3 separate regions of the Mus musculus genome follow, and all the other regions are linked to region 2. The links are chromatin contacts, called in public Hi-C maps. All regions are on one chromosome and are shown on one strand. The core of a region is the stretch at or near the end of the contact, and the rest is flanking DNA. Distances in the headings are between cores, read along the strand shown.

Region 1 (3,524 bases), core at 528-3,027, 65 kb before region 2:
ATTCAGTAGCTCACAGTTTTGTCATCTTTAGGTTTCTCCTCAACCATGTCTCCTGTATTGGGTCCTCGCTTTTCTATGTCAGCCAGGGAAGAAGTTCAGAGTTCAGTCATTTGGTACTTCCTGAAGCTCCCTGGAGGATCTCAGAGGACTATGTCTTTGTTACTTGAAAGTATTGTTCAACTTAAATAAGAGGTCAGAGATGCACAGGTTCTGAGAACGGTCCTAAGGGAAATACGTTCTTCCCTAAAGCACAGTGCACTTTTACCATTTCTTGAAATAATTTCCATTTCCCTGCCCTGGCAAAGCAGGCGATTGCAAAGAAGCTGAGAACATCGCAAAGCCATTGGGTTAAATTAGCTCAATATGTCACTCTTAGAACTCAAGAGCAGGTAGTCAAGGCTGCCTAACACCTCGTGCATACTAATCAGGGTTTGCAGATGAAACCCAGGGCAGACAGTCAACATGGGAGACCCAGCAAGGTGTCTCAGAGTATGCCACCTGGAGAATGACAACATGGGGGCCTGACAGTTCTGGGTTTTTCCTGTGGAAACGTTTAAATCCGACAACTTAACTTTTGTGTTCTTTCTTGGTACATTTCCGAAATAGTTGAAATATCTAGATGTGGATTTTTTTTTTTTTAAATAGAATTCTTGCTTAGGAGCTGTGGCTCATGTTGAACTCCTGGTTTTCTTGTGTTGTCCTCCCAAGTGCTGGATTATGGTTGTGCACCATTGTACACAACAGGGTGTAGAGTTAAGAAGTTTGCATCTCTGCAATGATCCTGAATATACTTTAATATGATAGCTAGCTTAGCGTTTTTATACCTACACTTGTCCTAGACTCATTCTTTTTAAATCAAAATATTTAACTGGACAAAATATGCTGTGTTGCCGAGTGTAATACACAGAATGGTAGAATTACTGATCCACAGAGAAGAGTTATCATTTTAACAAAATGGTCGTTAGGACAGCTTTGATTCCCCCTGACTGAGGGTTAACAAGGAACAGCCTGTGTGGCCCTATTCTCTGTGATTTTGACTTTAAGACTGCCCTTATAATCGTCTGCCCACCTGCCATCTATCTGATAAAGCTGAGGATTGAGCCCAGGACCTCTTAGTGCCAGCCAAACACTTTAGCATTGAGCCGTGCCCAGGATGCTTTGGTCTATCTTGGGTCCTGCTTTGGGGATGGGTCCCAGGAAGGGAACTCAGAATAACTAGGTTTCAGCACACGGCATGCTCAGTGCCACGGCCAGCATTAGAGCGATGTCCAGCTGCCTGCTTGTGGCTTTGCTTCCAACACAGCCATCGAGTTTGCTCCCTTGCAGTTGATGGTCGCACTGTATTTTGATTTTGTTTTTCCCCAAGGTCTTTCAGAAATCATCATAGCTGCTTCTCTTGGAATCCATTTGTACCCTCCTTGGAGGCTCTGTGTGTGTGTGTGTGTGTGTGTGTGTGTGTGTGTGTGTGTGTTAACAGCTGCCCACGCCCATTCCTTCCTATCCATCTGCCAGCTCTCGAGGCCCCTGTTCCTCACTGAGCATTGAGGTGAGGTGGATGGAGAGAAGTCTCTAAGAAGTTGTGGACTATGTCCTGCAGGGAGGGCTGGGTCTCGGGTCATAGTAGCTTCTTTCATCAGTAAAACCCTTTTAGGGAGGGCACCAGCTGTGGATAAACCCCTGCTCTCTGAAGTGCCAGAGTTACTTGGGTGTGGATGTTCCCGGTGGCTTGGGAACCTTGGCAGGGAGGCTGAAAGGCCCTTGTTTGTGATGGAGCTACAGTGGCTGGCTTTTCTCCCCGCCTCAGAGCTGTCGAAGCTCCCTCCTGGCCTTGCAGGAAGCCTGCCTGCTGCAGAAGTATATTTTTTTCTCTGGATGCGAACCAAGCTGATATTTTGGATGCTTCTGCTTCCCAAGAAGGTGTCAAGGCATTGGCTCTGTTCCTGGTGTCTCCTCTGCTGAGCTGGTTTTCCTTGTCACCTTCTTAAAGGTGTAGGGGGCTTTACCTTAGCCCTCCCTCAGCACGCTGTTACAGCAGGCACAAAAACACACCAGGGAATATAACCACTGGAAACTAGCTCAATAGGGGACCTTCTCCATGCGGTGACATGTGAATATTTTTACATCAGACCTGGGAACTCTGCGGTTTCTGCCCCCTCCCCCAGCTCTCTTGCAGCTAGGGGCAAGAGGGGGAAGGTGAAGGAAGGAAAGGAAGGGGCTTCTTGTATCGTCCCCTGTGTTCCCAGTTCTGTGGGAAAACGTTGTTATGACGCACATCAGCCTGGAGGTGACTGGCCTTTCCTCACTGTTTATTTTTGAGGCTGTATTTAGTTGTCAACTGTCAAAACATGGATGGCTTCACTAGTAAAGGAAAATGGGACATAGTTGTGAACTGTCTCCCTGGCACAATTGCTTGTGGGACTGAAATTACAGCGTGCATTTTGTTGTTGTTTGTTTGTTTTGTTTTGTTTGGGTACCACTCTGAAGGAGTTCCCTACCCCATGCAGTTGTGTAGCTTCCGGAATGCCTTGGGGTCTTTCTGTCTCTTTGGTAACTTGTGTAAGCCCGATGTGACGATGTGTCTTATAGTCAACAGACAGTAGTTTGGAGGTTGAGGCGTTCCCACAAGTCTGAGAGCAACCGGTGGGCCTCCGAGCCCATTAAGCCACATAGCACAACCCCATCTTTAAAAAAAAGAAAAAGAAAATGGGAAAATGAAAGGAAGCTAGTGTAACCAGGTTTGTTTGTCTGCCTTTGTTCACTAAGTAGGCATTACTGTATGCCTTCGGGGCAAGATAGTGTGCTGTGTATTAATTAGCCTTGGACTCAGAAAGACTGGTGGGAACCCTGGTTCCCCACTCTCAGATCTGGGAATTCTGCAGCTCCCCCCCCACCCCTTTCTTGCAGTTCTTGGTTAGTGAATATTCTGTCTGTTCACAGGACTGCTTTTAGAATTAAGATAATGTATGTGGGGATTGCCTAATGGCTAATACTTGTTATTAGTGTGATTGTTGAATTGAGAACAAAAAAAAGCAAATGTGCTAAGTCCTGACTTTTTGGTGTTTTCAGACCACAAGGTTGTGTCTAAGACATGGAGTAGGGGTGAGGGTGGGGGTGGGGCAGCGCAGGGAGTCAGGAGTATCCACTTCCTGTGGTATGGTGGGAGGGACTTTCTGGTGACATTGGTATTACAGCTGTCACACTATCCATGGTCTAGGAACACTGTCCACTTCCTGTGGTATGGTGAGAGGGACTTTCTGGTGACATTGGTATGAAAGCTGTCACACTATTCATGGCCTAGGAGTACGGTCCACTTCCTGTGGTATGGTGGGAAGTACTTCCTGGAGGCATTGGGATTAAAGCTGTCACACTATCCATGGCCCAGGAACACCATCAGCTTCTTTGTGAATTGCCCATGCACAGTGGTGCATGTTCAATATCTGGGATTTTGGAAAGGACCTTAAAGGATATATATGAGCTTTTAGATAGGTGAAAGGTGGACAACACTTGGTTTGGTGGGACTAAAC
Region 2 (3,491 bases), core at 317-2,816:
TCGAGGTACTCCATCACTTGTAACGCCAGGGATGCCAGAGGTGTAGGACCACTAGAGTCCTAGTCTACGCAGGGCTGGGGAGTAATGCTAACCTCAGTTAAGTCACCTGGAGCCCTTGCCACACCTACCCAGAGTCTTCTACACCTACCTGGAGTCCTCCCCACACTGCCCTGCACTCAAACACTGAGAGTCCTCCCCACATGCACCTGGGACCTTCTCTGCACCCACCCAGAGTCCTCCCCACATCTACCAGGAATTGTCCCTCACCCAGGTGGAGTTTTATACCCACACTCACCCTAAGCCCTCCTCGCCCTCGCTGTCAGCAGTAACTAACTTCCTTCGAGCTGTGGGACTCAGGATCCCTGTGCTTTTGCACAGGGTTGGTGGAGACCACCACCAGATCTGTCAGGCCCCTCGGTTTGCACCTTCCACCTCTCATGGCCCTTTGTGATGCAGAGCCAGCTAGAGCTTGTCTCAGAAGCCTTAGATTTTTTCCTATACCTCTATGAGAGGGTGACCCATTTAACACATACCCATCTGCCCCCCCCACCCCCTTTTTTTAAACAAGAGTTTTGTTTTGTAGCCTAGCCTGGTCTCAGATTTCTATTTTTGTACGTCTGCCTCAAAGATTCTGAGAATCCAGGCATGTGCCTTGATACAAATCCCTACCTCCCTTGTAGATATTGACCATAGAGCCTGTGCATGCTAAGTGCATGCTGAACTGCTGAGTGCCGTTCCCAGCCTATGGACTCTTTGCAGATGAACTTAGAGATCATTAATTTAATAATCGTGTGGTGAACCCCTCCGTCTGGCTCTGTAGGAAGTATTCACGAGGAGTCCAGTTTAGATCCCACCACACATGCCTTTGAGCACTTTGTAAGATTTGAATGCGTGCTTACAGTGAGGTTGAAGGACCCGGTTTATAAGGAGAATGATCTGTCATGCATGTTTGCATCTGGGGCTGGGGTACGACAGAGTGCTTGCCTAGCATGTGTGAAGCCCCGGGAACAATCCCCACCCCTACAAAACAAAAATGAAAATCAAAGGCAGGTGTTCGTAGGTAGCAAAGGCAGCGCCTGCCGTTGACACAGGAAGGGAAGCTCCTGGGTGAATTCTCCATCTTCGTCTCAACATTGATAGATGAGGTCGGCGTAGGAGTCACTCTGCCTCTGGAGGGAACATTTGTTTTCATTTGCTGTTGGAAATGTTTCCCAGGCTTGCTGAATAGGGCCTTTCATCTTTCAATGTTAGGTATTTGATGAGGATTAATTATTCAACTGAGCTGAGGGCACGGAGGCAGCGTGGCTTTTTTACTTTCTGACAGGGATGCTGCCTTGTGTGTAAAATGATTCCCTTGTAGCATTCACACGGAATGGGGTAACTTCCGTCATCTTGAGCAGGGAGTGTGAAGGAAGGTGGAGGCTGAAACCAAAACTAGGTCTTGTGGCAAGCAGCCTAAGAACGAGCCCAGACTGAAAATAAAGACACAGGGCTGGAGTGTGGAGTTCACGGGGGCGTTGTCATTTCTGTAGGGAAAACAGCCGTTCTCTCTGCCCGCTCTGTTAGAAGTGGCAGAGTGGGAATGAGGCAAAGTGGAATCTGGACACAGCACCTCCTATGGTCAGGGCAGCTGTATCAGGTTTGTTTGTAAGAGGCGGGGATCTGGCTGTATTTAGCGGCTGACAGGGCTGAGTCAGTACAGGGTCCCCAAGGAGGTGACCTTCAGAAGACAGGCTAGCAGGGCACTGTTAATCATTAGGGAAATGTAAATTAAAAGCACAATGAGGTACTATCACATAGCTAGTCATCTGGCTGTGATAAAAGTAAACGTCTTTGAGGGTGTGAGGAAAGGAAAATGTTTCCATTGCTGGTGGGATTGGAGAGGGATGCAGCCATTGGGAACCTAGAGAGACAGGGGTGGTTGGTTGTTTTGTTTTTCTTTTTCAAGACATGGTTTCAAGACAGGGCAGTCCTGTCTGTCCTAGAACTCACTTTGTAGACCAGGCTGGCCTCAAACTCCACCTGCCTCTGCCTCCTGGGTGGTGGGACTAACGTCGTAAGCCACCATGCCCGACTGAGTGAAAGCTTTTTAGAAGGTTAAACACAAATGTTCCAAATATCCTAGCAATTCTACTCTTGGCTATCACTCATAAGCAATGAGACAATCTGCACAAAGGCTCTGCTATAAGCACAGGTTTACAGGCATAATAGATCACACACACACACACACACACACACACACACACACTCTCTCACATACACACAGACAGGGACACATACACAAACACACACATACACACACACATACACACACACACACTTTCTCACACACTCACAGACACACACACATACAGACAGACACACTTTCTCACACACTCACAGACACATATATACATACACACACACACACACTTTCTCACACACTCACAGACACATACACACATATATACACACACACACTTTCTCACACACTCACAGACACACAGACACACACATACACATTTTCTCACACACTCAGACACACACACACACATACAGATATGCACAGCAGCAGTGTGGAACAGCCTAGGACTCATCAATGGGTAAGTTGAATGTGGCACATTTGTCCCAGCAGCAGTATGTTTAAACCTCAGAGGGGAGACACACCTAGAAGACCGTAAGTCAGTGTTGTGGGATTGGCAGGTGGAGGATGAGTCCCAGGCCCTTCCTCTCCTGACCTGTTTCCTTCACCTACTCATAGACAACTTGTCCCCTCGGTAGTGTTTCGTCTTTTAGGTTCTCACCTTGGAGCCCCTGCAACCCTTTCGTTTAATTTACTGTACTCTGCTTATGATATAACTAAGCATAGTTAGTTATACCCTATTCCTGCAGTACCCACAGCCTGTCATACCCGCTCTATAGCAGCATCCTCCTAGCCCTTAGATACACAGCAGCTAGTGTAAGACTGGTCATAAGCGATAAGTATCTTCCTTAAATGGAGTTTGAATTTGATGTCATTCTCCTATTTGCTTTTAAAAGTTGTTCTTGAAAGTCGTGGTGAAGTTTATAGAGGGTTCTTTTGTGTGAGTGAGAGTCTGTGCTCACCAAAGATGCCTTTTCCCTCCACCTTCTGCCCCAGGAGCTGCTACGTTGTGTATGCTTTCATCTACCCGCATCAGCTGTGTCAGCTGTAGATACTGTTGTCATGGATCATTGTGAGGGCCCCTCTGCCTCTTGCTCACCAGATCTCCAGTGTGGATTCTGCCCACTTTCCGTCCAGTTTGGACACCTAAAAATATTTTCACAGACTGAGTCTTGCCCATTTCTCTTCCAAATTCATTCATGGCTGTGTTTGCAGCTGCCTTGGATGGCTGTCAATACTCACCTACTTCACTCTTTGGGTTGAGCCTCGAGAAAAAATTTGAGAGAGAGGGAGAGGGAGAGGGAGAGAGAGAGGGAGAGGGAGAGAGAGAGGGAGAGGGAGAGGGAGAGGGAGAGGGAGAAGGGAGGGA
Region 3 (3,461 bases), core at 668-3,167, 120 kb before region 2:
TGAATATAGCCTACTCAGTCTGCATAATGTTACTTGTATGTATGTTTTCAGGGCTGACTATTGGCATTGGAAAACAACTGCTGTGCTCTGCTCTGGGGAAGACGATTCTCCAACTTCCAGCATTCTTTAGTTGCCTGTAGCGCTTTGTGTAGGATTCAGCCCTGTGGACTTTACTCTGTCTACTTTAGCATGTCTGTTATTGTCCTTGTTAGGCTCCTGTATAATAGAAATATTGGTGAGACATTACTAGGAGACACGGTCTTATACCAAACTCCCAGATCTCAGGCTCTTACAGTCTTTCTGCTCCTTCTACAATCTTCTCTGAGTGATAGGTGGGGGAATTCCCTTATAGATATAATTTGGACTGAGCTCCACAGATCTGTATTTTGATTGGTTATGGAATGCTGACAATCTTTTATTCTCCAGTTGTTTTGGTAGCTGACCCCTATCAGCTGAGATTGAATGAAAGAATGTGATGCAGTATTTCTCTCCTGTGAACTGAGAAAGAACAGGCATTCCTGTGAATCTGTAACTGATGTATAACTGGACAGTAGGGTAGTCCCATGTCTGCCGTCTTCACTGCAAACATAAGTTCATTGAACATAAACACACATATGTATATGTACATATTTATATATATGTACAGATGCATATATATGATTTAAAAATTATTTATGTACAGCATTCTTCCTGGATGTATATATGCATGCCAGAAGAGAGCACCAGATCTCATTATAGATGGTTGTGAGCCACCATGTGGTTGCTGGGAATTGAACTCAGGATCCCTGGAAGAGCAGACAGTGTTATTAACCTCTGAGCCATCTCTTCAGCCCCAGCATATCTATGTTTTTTAAAGCTATGTCTCTATAGTTCAGGCCAGGCTCAAATTGGTGATTCCCCTGTCTCAGCTTCCTCAGTGTTGTTATGTGCCACCATGTCTGATCCAAGAACATTTTTTTTCACACAGGAAATTATCATTAATCATTGTACAATCTAAAACGAGGCATGTAGTACATGCTGTATATACTGGGGTGGTTAAAGTTGTTGGAGGATTGTAAGTTCTAGGCTATGTAGTGAAATTTTGTCTTAAAAAAAAAATCCATAGGCAAAATCCCCCAAACAAACAAAACAATTTCTCCAAAACTTTACAGCGAACCGATTTAGTAGTATACTGAGTATATAGTTTAGTGGCAATGGTTGTTGTCTTCAGGGTCCAGATAATCTCCTCATGTATGCTGAGCCCCCTCAGCCACAGCCCCGTGCCCACTCCCGGCCCTGTGACTGCCTTTCTACTCTCAGCCTCTAAGGTGCACTGACTCTGGACACTTCGAGAAGCAGAATCATGGGATATTTGTCCTTTTGTGTCTGGCACTGTATTTGCTTTTATCTTTCATTTTCCTTGTATTGTGTATTGAGAGATGGTCTTGCAGTGTAGCTCAGTTTGACCTAGAATTTGTGGACATCCTCCAGCCTCTGCATTGCCTCCACACATGGTTGCAGTATGTTTCACAGTTGATCCCAGCATGTATCAGAAAGTTCATTCTTTTAAAGGCTAAATAATATTCTGTTTATGTACGTGTTTTCCCTCCTATTTTTATTTTAATGTTATGCATGTATGTCTATGCGATGTGTGTGGTGGTACGTGCATACATGGTGCGCATGCGTGTGCGAGTGGATCGCAGAGTATAGTGTTCAGGACTCAGTTCTCTCCTTCCACTTGTTGAGTTCCGAGGCTGGCTTGACAAACACCTTGACCGCTCACCCTTCTTGCGGCTCTACATGATTTTGGGCTGTTGTTCATTGATTTTGGTGGATACAGACTGCTTCCTCCTGTGGCAGTGTGGACAGTGCTGGGAGCTGCCTCAGTCTGGTCATTGCTCTCAGCTCCGTTCCCATGTGCTAAGGAGCTGCTGTATCATTCCTGAACACTAGGGGTCCTGCTAGAGAATCCTCTAGGCTGGGTCCTGCCCCATTCATTTTTAGAACTTAGCAACAGTAACCACGTTTGTGAGAAATGTCCTCATACTTATCAGTCACTTGGAATTTTCAACTAAAGACAAGAACAGAGTGTCCTTTGGTCATGTGTTTTTTTGTTTTGTTTTTTTAATCATGAAACTCTCTGTGTGTTCCTTGCATGTCAGTGTTTGGGTACTTGTGAATTCTCCATTCTCTTTCACCTGATTTGTGTTCTTCTGTGTTTGATCACTTTTTTGTGTCTTTTATAGCATTTGAGATATTGATTATATATATATACCGCATAGCTCTAAGCCATAAAAACAGATCCACTTATAATGCTTGGTTTTGCTTTGCTACATTTAAGATCTGATGTCATCTCTTAATTTGTTTTGGCTACAGTAGGGGAAGTATTCCTGCTATTAAAAATAAATATTAAAAAGATAGTCAACAGAGAGAAGTATTTAGACAGCAGGAACCAGCTTCCGCATGGAGTCCAAATAGTGTGGGAAGAGGATTCTATTATTAGATAGCTCTGCGCTACCTTGTCCTCATTTTGTTTATATACTGTCTTTCCTTGCTGGAAGCTTACAAAGCTGCAGCTTTTTTCCTCTGGATCTTACATTTTTTTTTTTAGATATATTCATATTATTCTATGTGTGAAAGCTTTGCTTGCACGTATGTATGTGTACCACATTTGTGCTCGGTACCTAAAGAGTCAAAAGAAACCATTGGATCCCCTGGAACTAGAGCTACAGATGATTATGGGCTGCCACGTGGATGCCGGGAATTGAACATCCATCCTCCTAAAGAGCCACAGCTGCTTTGACCACTGAGATAACGCTCTAGCCTCCCCAACCCCCCCCCCCCCCCCCCGACAGAATCTGACTGTGAAGTCCATTTGGCATGGAACTTGTAGCAATCCTCCTGCCTCTACTTCTTGAGTATTTGAATTACAGGCATGTACTACTGTATGTGGCTTGAATTTTTAGTTTAAACTATTTTTTTGACAGATGAGGGGTGAGTGAAAGATGGATTATAGAACTTGCTGGTTTTGTTTTTATTAGACATTGAGAATTTTCGCTACTTGAGTTAGAATGATGTCTACTTATAAGCCAGGCATGGTGACACATGGCTGTAATCTTGACACTTGCTGGTGGAAGCGAGGAGATTAGGAATTAAAAGCCAGCCTGGTCTACATAGTACTTGTTTCACAGAATGAAAGTAAGTATGAGTGTGTGAGTGTGTGTGTGTATCCATTTATTAAAGCATATATGCAGGCAGCTGTGGGTGTTGGCTTTCTAACACACAATGATAAGACCTTAACTGGGTAGTCACTGGTTAGGCTCTGGCTAAAATGACTTAAGTTCCCTATTTCACATTGCTGTAAGATTTACTCTTCTAAACAAAAGTATCAATGATTGCTTTTGGGTTCGCTCGTTTCCCCAAGGGAACAGGAGTTCTTATTTCTTATCTTTGGGTGGTTAACTGTTTGTTGGTCATAGCTG

Evidence for each region. Hi-C and Micro-C count contacts between places; a contact is called where the count stands out from the background.
Region 1: a Hi-C map of cerebral cortex shows a contact between it and region 2, with 1.7 times the contacts expected there. The contact joins two enhancer-like sites. A contact is called at or near these places in 4 of 484 Hi-C or Micro-C datasets (the G1E-ER4 cell line, cerebral cortex, liver and 1 more) and 2 of 9 other capture datasets (adipose tissue and pancreatic islet).
Region 3: a Hi-C map of uterus shows a contact between it and region 2, with 3 times the contacts expected there. The contact joins two enhancer-like sites. A contact is called at or near these places in 3 of 484 Hi-C or Micro-C datasets (granulosa cells and uterus), 8 of 115 datasets of contacts at active chromatin or transcription factors (the NIH/3T3 cell line, embryonic fibroblasts, embryonic stem cells and 5 more) and 1 of 9 other capture datasets (pancreatic islet).

Annotation. Positions count from the first base shown.
Region 1 is chr13:24,198,359-24,201,882 of GRCm38.p6, reverse strand. The region is part of intron 2 of Carmil1 (capping protein regulator and myosin 1 linker 1); the gene reads left to right. Among named protein-coding and RNA genes, the nearest start is that of Gm33573, 20 kb to the right of the region's middle. Within about 2 kb of position 1,777, at least 27 of the 459 cell types and tissues checked have an H3K27ac peak or open chromatin away from gene starts, as enhancers often do. A contact at or near this core is called in cerebral cortex, where this site is marked.
Region 2 is chr13:24,133,651-24,137,141 of GRCm38.p6, reverse strand. It overlaps Carmil1 (capping protein regulator and myosin 1 linker 1), which reads left to right. Exons shown (of 38, transcript NM_026825.3): 11 at 1-5. Among named protein-coding and RNA genes, the nearest start is that of Gm33573, 44 kb to the left of the region's middle. Within about 2 kb of position 1,566, at least 66 of the 459 cell types and tissues checked have an H3K27ac peak or open chromatin away from gene starts, as enhancers often do. A contact at or near this core is called in cerebral cortex, fibro-adipogenic progenitors, granulosa cells and 1 more, where this site is marked.
Region 3 is chr13:24,252,702-24,256,162 of GRCm38.p6, reverse strand. All of the region lies in intron 2 of Carmil1 (capping protein regulator and myosin 1 linker 1), which reads left to right. Among named protein-coding and RNA genes, the nearest start is that of Carmil1, 26 kb to the left of the region's middle. Within about 2 kb of position 1,917, at least 80 of the 459 cell types and tissues checked have an H3K27ac peak or open chromatin away from gene starts, as enhancers often do. A contact at or near this core is called in fibro-adipogenic progenitors, granulosa cells and uterus, where this site is marked.